2 separate regions of the Gasterosteus aculeatus genome follow, and region 2 is linked to region 1. Evidence: chromatin contacts called from public Hi-C data. All regions are on one chromosome and are shown on one strand. Each heading gives the region's core, a stretch centred on a gene start, on an enhancer-like site or on the middle of the called end of the contact. The rest is flanking DNA. Distances are from core to core; before and after follow the strand shown. Region 1 holds the start of LOC120835445 (protein diaphanous homolog 3). Region 2 has its middle 7.2 kb from the start of pcdh17.

Evidence for each region. Hi-C and Micro-C count contacts between places; a contact is called where the count stands out from the background.
Region 2: a Hi-C map of liver shows a contact between it and region 1, with 6 times the contacts expected there. The contact joins the enhancer-like site here to the promoter of LOC120835445 in region 1. A contact is called at or near these places in 4 of 6 Hi-C or Micro-C datasets (liver, skeletal muscle and tail fin).

Annotation. Positions count from the first base shown.
Region 1 is chr12:8,593,909-8,599,090 of fGasAcu3.hap1.1, reverse strand. LOC120835445 (protein diaphanous homolog 3) reads right to left here and starts at 1,981. Exons shown (of 27, transcript XM_078085244.1): 1 at 1,294-1,981. The coding sequence starts at 1,398. tdrd3 (tudor domain containing 3) reads left to right here and starts at 5,010. Exons shown (of 13, transcript XM_040160148.2): 1 at 5,010-5,182.
Region 2 is chr12:8,888,585-8,893,766 of fGasAcu3.hap1.1, reverse strand. No RefSeq gene overlaps it. Among protein-coding and RNA genes, the nearest start is that of pcdh17, 7.2 kb to the right of the region's middle. Within about 2 kb of position 2,881, at least 1 of the 9 cell types and tissues checked has open chromatin away from gene starts, as enhancers often do.

The DNA of each region.
Region 1 (5,182 bases), core at 732-3,231:
TCTGTTGTTGAAAAACTGCAGAAAAAGCCAGTAAGTGGTCCTGGGAGAAAAAAAAAGGATTTAGTAAAAGGATATTTCCAAGGCTAAGAAAGAACTTTCATCCTCAAAGACAGGCAACACGCGGGCTGCTTTAGTGAAAAAACACTTGTGCTAAAAGGACATTTTCGCCACATGACCTCAAGGACTCTGGGTTTGATCCGCCCTGCCGTGGAGCCGGCTAAACCCTTAACATCAACATAAGACTGCAAATGTCATCTCCAACGCGTTCGAAACCCACAGCTCTTACACACGTGTGCAGCGATGCAGGTTAAATACACATCGGCAGTCGATGCGAACGGTTTAACACACATCAAACCCGAACGTTCAACCAGCCCTGAACAATCAGCTCAGTCGGCAAACACATTATTTACACTTGCATTCGGGCTGGTAACTGTCAGACATGTGGTCATCAGCCAATCAGTGGGAGTGGATGATGGCAGGATTTAAAAACCACTGCTGCACCGCCCCCTTCCCACAATTGTAAACCAGAACCTCTGAATGGCAGCGGGAAGGGAACGGACTTGTGGAGCACTCTCATGAGTATGCAAGTTGAGAGTGAATGAAGTCTATCAGTGTCGTGCTGAAGCCTCCTGCCTAAAAGAGGGGTGTGTTAGTGTGTGTGTGTGTGTGTGTGTGTTGTAGTTGTTTGAAAGCTTTGGAAATGAGAGCCCTACTTGAGAAACCGAATAACAGAACACTGACGCTTTTATCCAAATATCCCAGACAAATAGGGAAAACATTTACCAGAAGGACAAAACGTTGGTGTGTGTATGTGTGTGATAGTAGGAAGGACATGGATTAGCGTAAAGGCTAAACCCTGTGCTAATTTTAACCTTTTGGTTTCCACGTCACGGTTTTACACACACAGACATTCTTCCATGTAAAGATTACATTGAAGGCGAGAGAGATTCTGACTGTTCTCTCTGCAAGGTGGAGAATGTAAAGGTGTCAAGTAAGAACCCTGCGCGTGCATCTCCTCCTCTATTCTGCAGCTCGCTTTCACCTGCATTTCCTCGGGCAGCACTTCGAAATTAATTCAAGTAACTGGGGGGGAAAAGTTACAATAAAAAGGTCATTGTCTCATATCTTTCTATATAAAGTATTTGATCTATTCACTACCGCCTCGGCGCACCTTCTCCCCAGTTGATTCCGCGTTTGACTGTGTGCAGGTGCGCGTGTCCACAGGTGGTGTCGGGGACCGAGACGCTCGTGGATGAGCACGAAGGGGCCTCCCATTCAGCGGGCCATACTTACAAACTTTGGTTTTCGGTCTCCCTCGTCGTAACACGAGCTGGCGCTGGAGGAAGCCTTCTTCTTCTGGAGTTTACCGGATTCAAACCGCTGACCGTAACCGTCCATGTTGTTGACCTTAAAAAAAAAGCTACTGACCCGGACACGAGCTAATCGCCGTTGACGTTAACGTAGGACCTCGTAATGTAACGTCTTCGTTGCGTTTCGCACGCGCCCTAAACTGGTGAAGACCACACGGGCCGAAAATAAACATTAACGTTTTCTCCTCGCGCGTTGAATTCGGCGGACAGCTGAAGCGAAGGTCGCCTTGCGCAAATTACATCCCTTGTTCAAAATAAGAGATGCGCATACGTAACCGTATATGTCCAAGTCTGCACTAGCTAGCGATAGCAAGTGCGCTAAACTATCATTGACCGGTGGCTTTACTTAGCGCTAATCCAATTTATGGATTGTCACATTACGTTAAACGGTGCCGATAGCAGGGGAACTGCTGTTTACAACGTACCGGTTTCCTCCTCTGGCAGGTCTTATGCGTCCTTCAATACTAAGCTGTAGCATCATGACAAACTAACGTTAGCTGAATCGTTGGCCGTACACACTTATGGGGCAGATATTTTTTGACAGACCCGCGCAATGGGGATGCGAGCCACGCGAATTTAATCCAACCAATAGCGTGCACCAAATGACGTACAACCCCCTCTGTGTACGGTTGAAAGGGCATTTGATTGGCCGCAACGAGCTGTCGATCAACTCTACCTCGTGTTGGCTCGTTTTAGTTACCCGGGTTTCCCGTGTATTCGAAAGGCGTTTGGAACCTAACTCCGTAGAAATGGTTACAGTCGGTTTGCAGTCGTTTGTGTGATCTAACTCCGCATCATTTTAATCATGTGAATCAACCCACAGATACATTTTTCTAGAATTGAATTAAAAACCACAGAAGGTGATGAAAACAAGCGTAACATGTACTTCAAAATACACTACCGTTATTGAGGCGTGTCCTTTATATAACTCAGTTCAAAACGAAACGCAGTCATCCAACACAAGGTTTTGGAGGCAAACCAAGACTTAAAAACTATTCAAATTATTCTTTAATATGGCAGCTTCTTTTTAGCTTTATGCGGTTATTAAGACAAAAGATATCCTGAAAGATTTATTCAGCTGTATGTGCCATAACAGGCCTCATGTTGCTCACGGTTAACAGGTTGCAGGTGGACACTGTCTTTTAGTGATTGCAAAAACAGATCTTGGATAAGAAAAAAAAGATCAGTGTTTTTGTGTCTTTGGTACCACTCACTTGTCAGATATCATGCAAGATTTTGATGTAGATCATAGACAATGTTTTGCCCTTCTTCCCATACTTGCCTGTCATGATGCAGGATTAAATTCACCTTTCGGTTATCATTCACAGTCCGGGCTGGAACCCAACTGATGCTTTCCTTTTTTTCCCAGCTTTTATTCAATCAGGTTGTTTTACACTTATTGCTTCACGCTGTTGGCTTTTAGCTTTGTTTGGGCATTTAAAAGACAGCCTAGAGCTACAGTAAAATCCCAAATAGCCCAGCTTGTCTGATGCAAACTGCTATCAGGTGGTGTCATGCAACAAACAGAAACTTTCGGGAGATCCCAGTCCTATGCTCTACTCAAACAATGATCTGCTCCACCAACAAACACAGTTTCAGAGAGAGCTCTTCTATGTGTTTGTGAATTTCAAGGGGAATATAAATAAATAGTTTGCCACACATATAACAAATGCAACTACACGGCTCATCCAGCGCTGATGTTGCGCTTGATGCGGCTGGAACTTTCTTTCAGGGAACACGCGTAACCTGATTGTAATGGGATGAAAGCCACAAGTAGCACTAACCTTTGACCTACCTTTGTTTTTCCAGACAGCTAAGGCACATGCTAATCGTCCTCTGACCTCTGCACCGGAGTCAAATGCTAGTAAGACATGTAAAGACCATCCTAAAACTTTAACAACAGGTGCTTGCATGTTTGATTGGCAGCTTAAAAAAAAGAGAGCAAGAAATGTACTTAACAAACAGGTCGCATATTTCAGCTTTTTCTGAGCTCATGTAATTTGCTACTGTTATATTGCCAGCATCAATCTTATACAAGTGGAGCAGCGTTTCAGTATAATTATATTAAGCTATTACTGTGTCAATTTGCAAAAATGCAATAGACAGGGACAAATTCTCACATATGGTAAACCTTCATACAAATGGACATTTTAATAAGCACGGTTTGTGTATGAGGGGCTGGAAACCAGGTTAGCGCATTTTTAGTAACAACATTTTCTTATATTTGTTGTTTTTGTTTTTATTCCAAAGCAAGACTTAAAGCCTAATGTTGCTATTGAATAAAACCGCCAGGATATAAAATGTGACTTTTTTTAAATCCAACCTCCTGAAATCTTGTTATCTTCAAAGACCTTTCTTCTTTGAGTCACTGAAAGGCTGTCGACATGGCTGCCAGCAGTGTGTTAACGCTCTCTATTCTAGTCAAACACAAGACTTGGGGCATTGTGTCTTTCTAATTCTATAAATCGGAAAATAAGAGGTCTAGCATTCAAAATTGGTCAAAGAATTGCCACAAAAGTATACAATCAGAAAAAAGGGGCAAAATAATACAAATCTTATCGTGTCTGTATTGATAATGACGTTCATCTCTGCCATTTAAAGAGAAAGTCCATATTCAGAAAATCCATTTAAGCGAGCTTGATTCTTAATTCGAGACAACATTGTCAATTCATGAACACATACAAAAAGGTTTAATTCATTCAAATAGATCCGTAGTTAAAAATGTATGTCTCAAGTTGTATGCATGAACACAATGAAACCATGTTCCATGCGGTCTATTTTTTACAGAACAAGAATTAATCTTTTACTAGGAGAATACCACTGAAAGAAAGGCTTTGACTCAGTAAGGGAAATGTTATCCTCACAATGAAGCTTGGTAGTGGACTTTTCCTGGGACTTCCTTAAATTGTTTGACACACTTCAGTGGGCTTGTACTGCCATCTTTTGGTAACAATTAGAATGGTATCCCAATATCAGGTATTTTCCTTTCTTGTGCAGTTTAAGCAGCAAGTGCTATCTGAAAATCTGTAATATGTGATGCAGATATAGGCTTTAGAAACACAGTTGACTTTACTGAAATTACCAGATACATTTATAAACGTTTTCATCAGCAGAACCCACACAAAACATTTATCAAAATAGAAATTACCTTGGTTCAGTGTATGATGTGCCAACCTTTTTCTTAAGGCGAGGAAGACGCATTTTATACAATTTCCATTTAACATGTTTCTTCCCGACAATGCCCACATTGTGCCAAAGTACTAGTTTAACCTAATTGTTGAATTAGGACAATATTTTCAAAGAGGCTCAGTTTGGTCCAACAAGGTCTTTTTAATTCTGTTTTGTTCATTTTTATGTATAAAATGGTCAATATACTATAATACGGCTTATTCATATACAGGGAAATTTGTTGATTTGTGAAAAGGCCACAAGAATGTTAGTTTATGTATTACATTTGGACTATGATTGTCGTAAGAATGAACACTGAGAACATAATCGGGAAACTGTAATTCATTAATTCACTGAATATCAGACAATGAGAAATTGTTGTCTTTACCGATGGATGCCAAAAAATTCTACCCCTGAAAAAACTAAACTATTTTAGGAGAATAAATACGACAATGGAATGAAAATGCATTTGACCCTCTCGGCACTCCGTAGGTCTCGGCTGATGACGAGTTTTACGTGGACCGAGTGGTTCAATACTCACATTAGCTTGCCGCAAGCTTTATCATCGATAGAAGGAGAACATGCATTGCCAAAAAAGATAGTCGTCATTTAAGCGTGTTCAATTCCGACGAGTCGGTGTCGTT
Region 2 (5,182 bases), core at 1,632-4,131, 290 kb before region 1:
TTGATTTCGAATGATGTCTTTTGGCTGTTTTTGCGTCCCTGTGCATGTCCTTTTTCTGCATTAAAAACAACAACAACAACACACACACACAGAGCAAACAACTATTTAAGATGTATTCAACTTAATCTGTGGACTTCAAAGCTTTTGGATTTGATGTGAAGTCTTCTTCATTGATTAACAGGTGCATGTTATGATTATAAATGAATGTGAATGCCAAAAAGGCCAAAAAGACATTTTAACATTAGTCCAGGTTGAAGCAATATTTACCTTGCCTGGACTTGAGTCTTCAGCTCCCACCGTTACATATAAACAACAAAAGTATAGCCAGAGACATTAATACTATAACTTTACTTAACGCTCTAAAAAGAAACTGTCCCTCTCAAATGGAATTTGACTCCCACTTTAGTCATGGAAACAACCTTTCAGACGAAAAATCTGGAAATTCCTCCACATCACATGTGTGAATACCGTTGCATGTGCACAGAAAGGCTGCTTATGTGCAGCGACGTCTTTGATTATTTGGAGATCGTAGCTTTCATGAGCAAGGCGACAGTCTGCAGACGCTCTGGCAAATGGGCGATTAAACAAAACATGAATCACTCGCACCTTAAAACAGGTAAAGAGGACCAAAAAAAGGACCCATTTGGTAAAAATTACCTTCATGAACCTCCGGGATGTAAATTCATAATTTACTTGACATTCATAGTTCTTTATTATCTGCTAATTAGCTCTGGTTTGAGACTTCAGAAATCAGCGCACTTGATCCGGTGGCTGTGTTTCAGTGTAATTCACTCAATTTCACAGAAGATTAACATAGACGGACGGATACATAGATGGATAGATGGATAGAAAGGTGGATTGGTAGGCTGGCAACTAGATACCTAAAGGATTGTATTGAAATAATTCAAACATTCATAAAGTACACGCTATATACTTGCTGTACTGTAGATTCATGTGAAACGTATCATGCAAACTCAAGGGTTTTAGACGCTAAAAATACATTTTGCTAGTGGAGTTTACACATGTCAAAATGACCAAACATGATGCTACAGAAAGGCTCTTCTTAACACTCCACTAGATGGTGCTAATGATTTTCCAACCCCATTTTTTATAAGCAGATTGATGTTGTTTTTGGAATTCAGTAAAATAAAAAGGAAGGAGGTCTTTCAAAGGATCGGCCTGGTACATTCTCTATAACCAACAAAAAACTATGTATGATTGCTATTCGACAACCAGATATTAAAGCGTGTTTAAAAGGTATTTAAAAAAAGAAAGAAAAGAGCATGATGGAAAGAGTACAACTTAGATCCAACATATCACTGTATGTAAACTATTATTTCTCAGCCTATTCATCTTACAGGAATGCAACGCATCTTCCTCTCCTACAAATAATGCAAGTGTATGACGCTGCTGCTTGTAGGTAAAGTACTGGTGCCACAGCCTGTGTTCATTTGCACATTGTTGTGAATAACACCTGTAGGTACCTCATAGAGTCAGAAGGTCGTCAGCAGGAGACAACAGCAGGTTGTCTCTTGCTGTTGTGTACATCTACTGATGATGAATACATCCATATGCATACTTCAAGGCCACTTTGACTCCACAAAGCCTCGCAGCCGCTCTGAGGAAGTCAGGTGCTGCACTTTCACATCAGAACAATGCACATCTAAGCACAGGCTCCGCAGCGCTCTGTGGGGAATAGGGAGGAGTCTTTGTCTTGCTTTCAAACCCTTTGATATCTCCTGGTGGGAAGTACGGACTGAGTTAGGGGTGGAGGTATTTGCAGGTAAAAGATGGGGGACAAAAATACCGAAGTGAGACAGAGAAAGAGCGAGCGAACAAGGCAGATTGGGGGAGCCATCATTCCTGCGTCTACATTTAGCTGCTCACCAGATTGCTCAGAACATTGGCTAGTTTGAGGTTATTTACGTGCTTCACTGTGAAACACTGTTGTGCGAGTAAGACACAGTTGGGGGTAAAATGATGAAGGAAAAGAACAGTCCAGCATTTAAACCACACTAAGAACCTTGAGACATTGTAGTTGCATCTCGTGACATGTGATCCTGAGTAGTGTGTCCTGTGCCATGTCACTTTATTATTGGCTCCATCCACAGTACCTCTTTTTCCATTACTTGTATCGTCGTGATGCTGTGAATTTATTATATATACAATACATTACTTGGCTTTAAGCTGATATTATCATTATGTTCTTTTAAAGAATGGCAGAAGTGATGTGTAAGGTGAAAGGGGATGTTCGTAGAGGTTCACTCATTATCAAAGTTCCTCTCAGCTCTTTGGAAAATGTCGTTATCTTTTAACTCAACGGCCGGTTTACAGGCTCTGAACTTTCCTTCATTCTGTTCACTGTTGTCACCCTCACCAGCTTTGTTGTGTAAACACAGTGAAATACTTCACCGCTAGGGACACAAGTATTTCCCCAGACCCCAGACCAGCACTAACGTTGCTAAAAAAAACTACTGTGTGCAAACAAATGTATGATATCAATTTAAAAGGGGATAAGAAATCAGTGTGTACTTATATCATCCTGCATTTTTCCAAATTGGAGAGAACAGCAGCTCTAACTTGATGTATCACAGCTTTACTAACTTAAACTTGATATGTAATGATGTGTGCTTATAAAGCGTGAACTTGGCTTCCGGCCGTTTATGAATGTATACATAATGGAAGTCCTGATCCCTCTTGGGAGTTGGGCAGTTTGATATGTTGAAGTAACCGCATTAATCTCCATACCTGTTCAATGAAGGAAATGCTGCCCAAGTCTGGGACGCTGGTCAACGTGGTACCACAGTGCAGCGCCGCCCCCATCACCTTCAACGGGTCGGTGAAGGTCACTCTTCGGCTCGGATGTGTGTCTACTCCCTGACATACAAGCCGACCAAAGTCACTGTGGACCAGATGGACCCTGATGTGGAGCGCTGGATCAAGTGGAGCGTTATCAGACCACCCACTCTGGCTGACATAAGCTGTGAGAGCTAAGCGTATTAGGAGGCGGGGGGTCCACGGGGACTATAGAGACACTTCGGAGTAATAAACTCATCAGGAGAGAGACAGATACACCTGTTCACTACAGGGTGACTGAGACAGAGGGCACCGAGGGGGAAGGAGCGGGATGGAATGAGGGGTGGTTTGTAGCGTGCACAGGCAGAAAGAAGAAGATAGCGGCTGGGGAGAGAGAGATAAAGACGAAGCGACAGGGACTCTCAGCTACGGAGGGTGAGACTGTGACCATCCCGAAAGTCAAAATCGCCTTAGACAAGACAAACAGAGCTGGCCTAGTTGAGTCTAAATCAAGCCAAACACCAAAGGGGAGATCTCAAGTCGTGTTTTCTTATCCCCAGTCTGTTGGAATCAAAATGACAAAGTGAAGTGTTTTTGAGTTGGAGAGAAAAAAAAATTCCAAAGTTAATTTAGGGACTATTATTAAGCCTATTTGTTTGATATCAGGCACGATTGAGAGTCAATATAACCAACTCTCTACGTTTTGACCTTGAGATATTATGTGGCAACATGACATGGCTTTCAAAAGGCAAATTCAAAGCGGTATTGTAGCAGCCTTGACAGTCACAAGCCGCTAACACATACAGGCAGCCGTGTAGAGAGAGGGGGGGGGGAAGCAAAGACGATCATGTCTGAATAAAGTGAGATGAGATGTGAAAAACGAGGAGCGGGGAACGAATCCTCTCTGTGCATACAGTACGCTCAATTCAAGACAAATATAGACACTCTACTAGGTCACCTATATAAATTGGTCGGTAATTTTCAACAATCCTGCAACACTTCTGAATTTCCAGAAATAATGCATTGACCCATATGATTCTCCTCTGTAGAAAATCACTTTGACCTATTTTACCGTTGTGAAGTCCATATTTGTCTTTCTACCTTTTAGGATATAACTGAATGGATTAGATGGAACCAAATAACACCTTTTGACAGGTGTTCATACAGTGAAGCACCTCCTTGCAAGAGTCTAGTTAATAAAGTATTGTTTATGTTTGGGGCTTAGGTACGCTTGAGATAACTGTGTTGCCTCTTATTATGTTAAAAGGCAAATTCCTTCCCTTTTCACAAGGCAAATATCCTCAGCAGGAGCAGGTTTATTAAAGTACTCTGTCAATCGTTTTAGTCTATTGTTTTGCTCTATTTTGTGTTGATATTGGGGACCACATGAAATTCAGTGAAATTACAGATCGCCCTGCATCACTGTATCCTAACGCATTTTTTTCAAGAAGAGTAATGCACATAGCTTGTGTGCTTTTTAAAGCTCTTTGCACCTCACATGTTTGCAGGAGGGCAATGACTTCCTCGACTTCCAATAAAAAAATTAACAGAGTGCAGAAAAGCACCCAACTTCATTAGTGGGTTTTTTTCTCATTGTGGTGACCTTTCTGGATGTCCTATGATTTTATTATTCCTTCAAAGCCTGCCTTTGTGGAGCTCACCCCCCGTGTTTACCAGAGTAGATGGTAGGATCCAGACTGCGAAAATAATTTCCAGTCCTTGTCTGTATAGTGAGGAATAAGGTAGTAGGTTTCTGCCAGGCTGTGTGTGTCATTGCTGGATTTTATTTCAGATTTCTTTTAATATAATGCATCCTTTTATTAATAGACTCCTGCCAACAACTTTTTTTGTACTAGTGTCATTGTTCATCCTACCATTCAGTGGTTTCACGGTCACACAAAGCCTTTTCTCTCTTTTGTTGAACGGCACATTCGCAGAAGCAGACGAAAATACAAAAGTAATTCTGGAAAAAAAAATAGATCATCCAAACTAACCAATCCGGTATTACTGTCAAAAGATTTGTTGCGTCAATCTAAACATTTTTGACGTCCTTGTATGAAAATGGTTGAGTCAGTAAAAGCAGATGAGGCGGGGGGGAAATCACATCCCGGCGCCTCTCAGGGATGTGTGCTCTCCCCACTGAGCTTCTCCATCTACACCAACAACCTTTCCTCAGCAGACCAGTCGGTTGAACCCCTGGAACTTCTAAACATCCTGCCCACAGCCGTCACTGCTCGGTTTGGATCTGCCACCGAACAGGGTAAGAACAACAAAGACAATCATTGTTGCCACCCTGCCCTCTATCTACGTCCATCTCCAGGAAACATAAGCGAGGAACCATCCCACCCTGGATACAACCTGTTTCAGCTTCTCCGTTCTGGCGGGC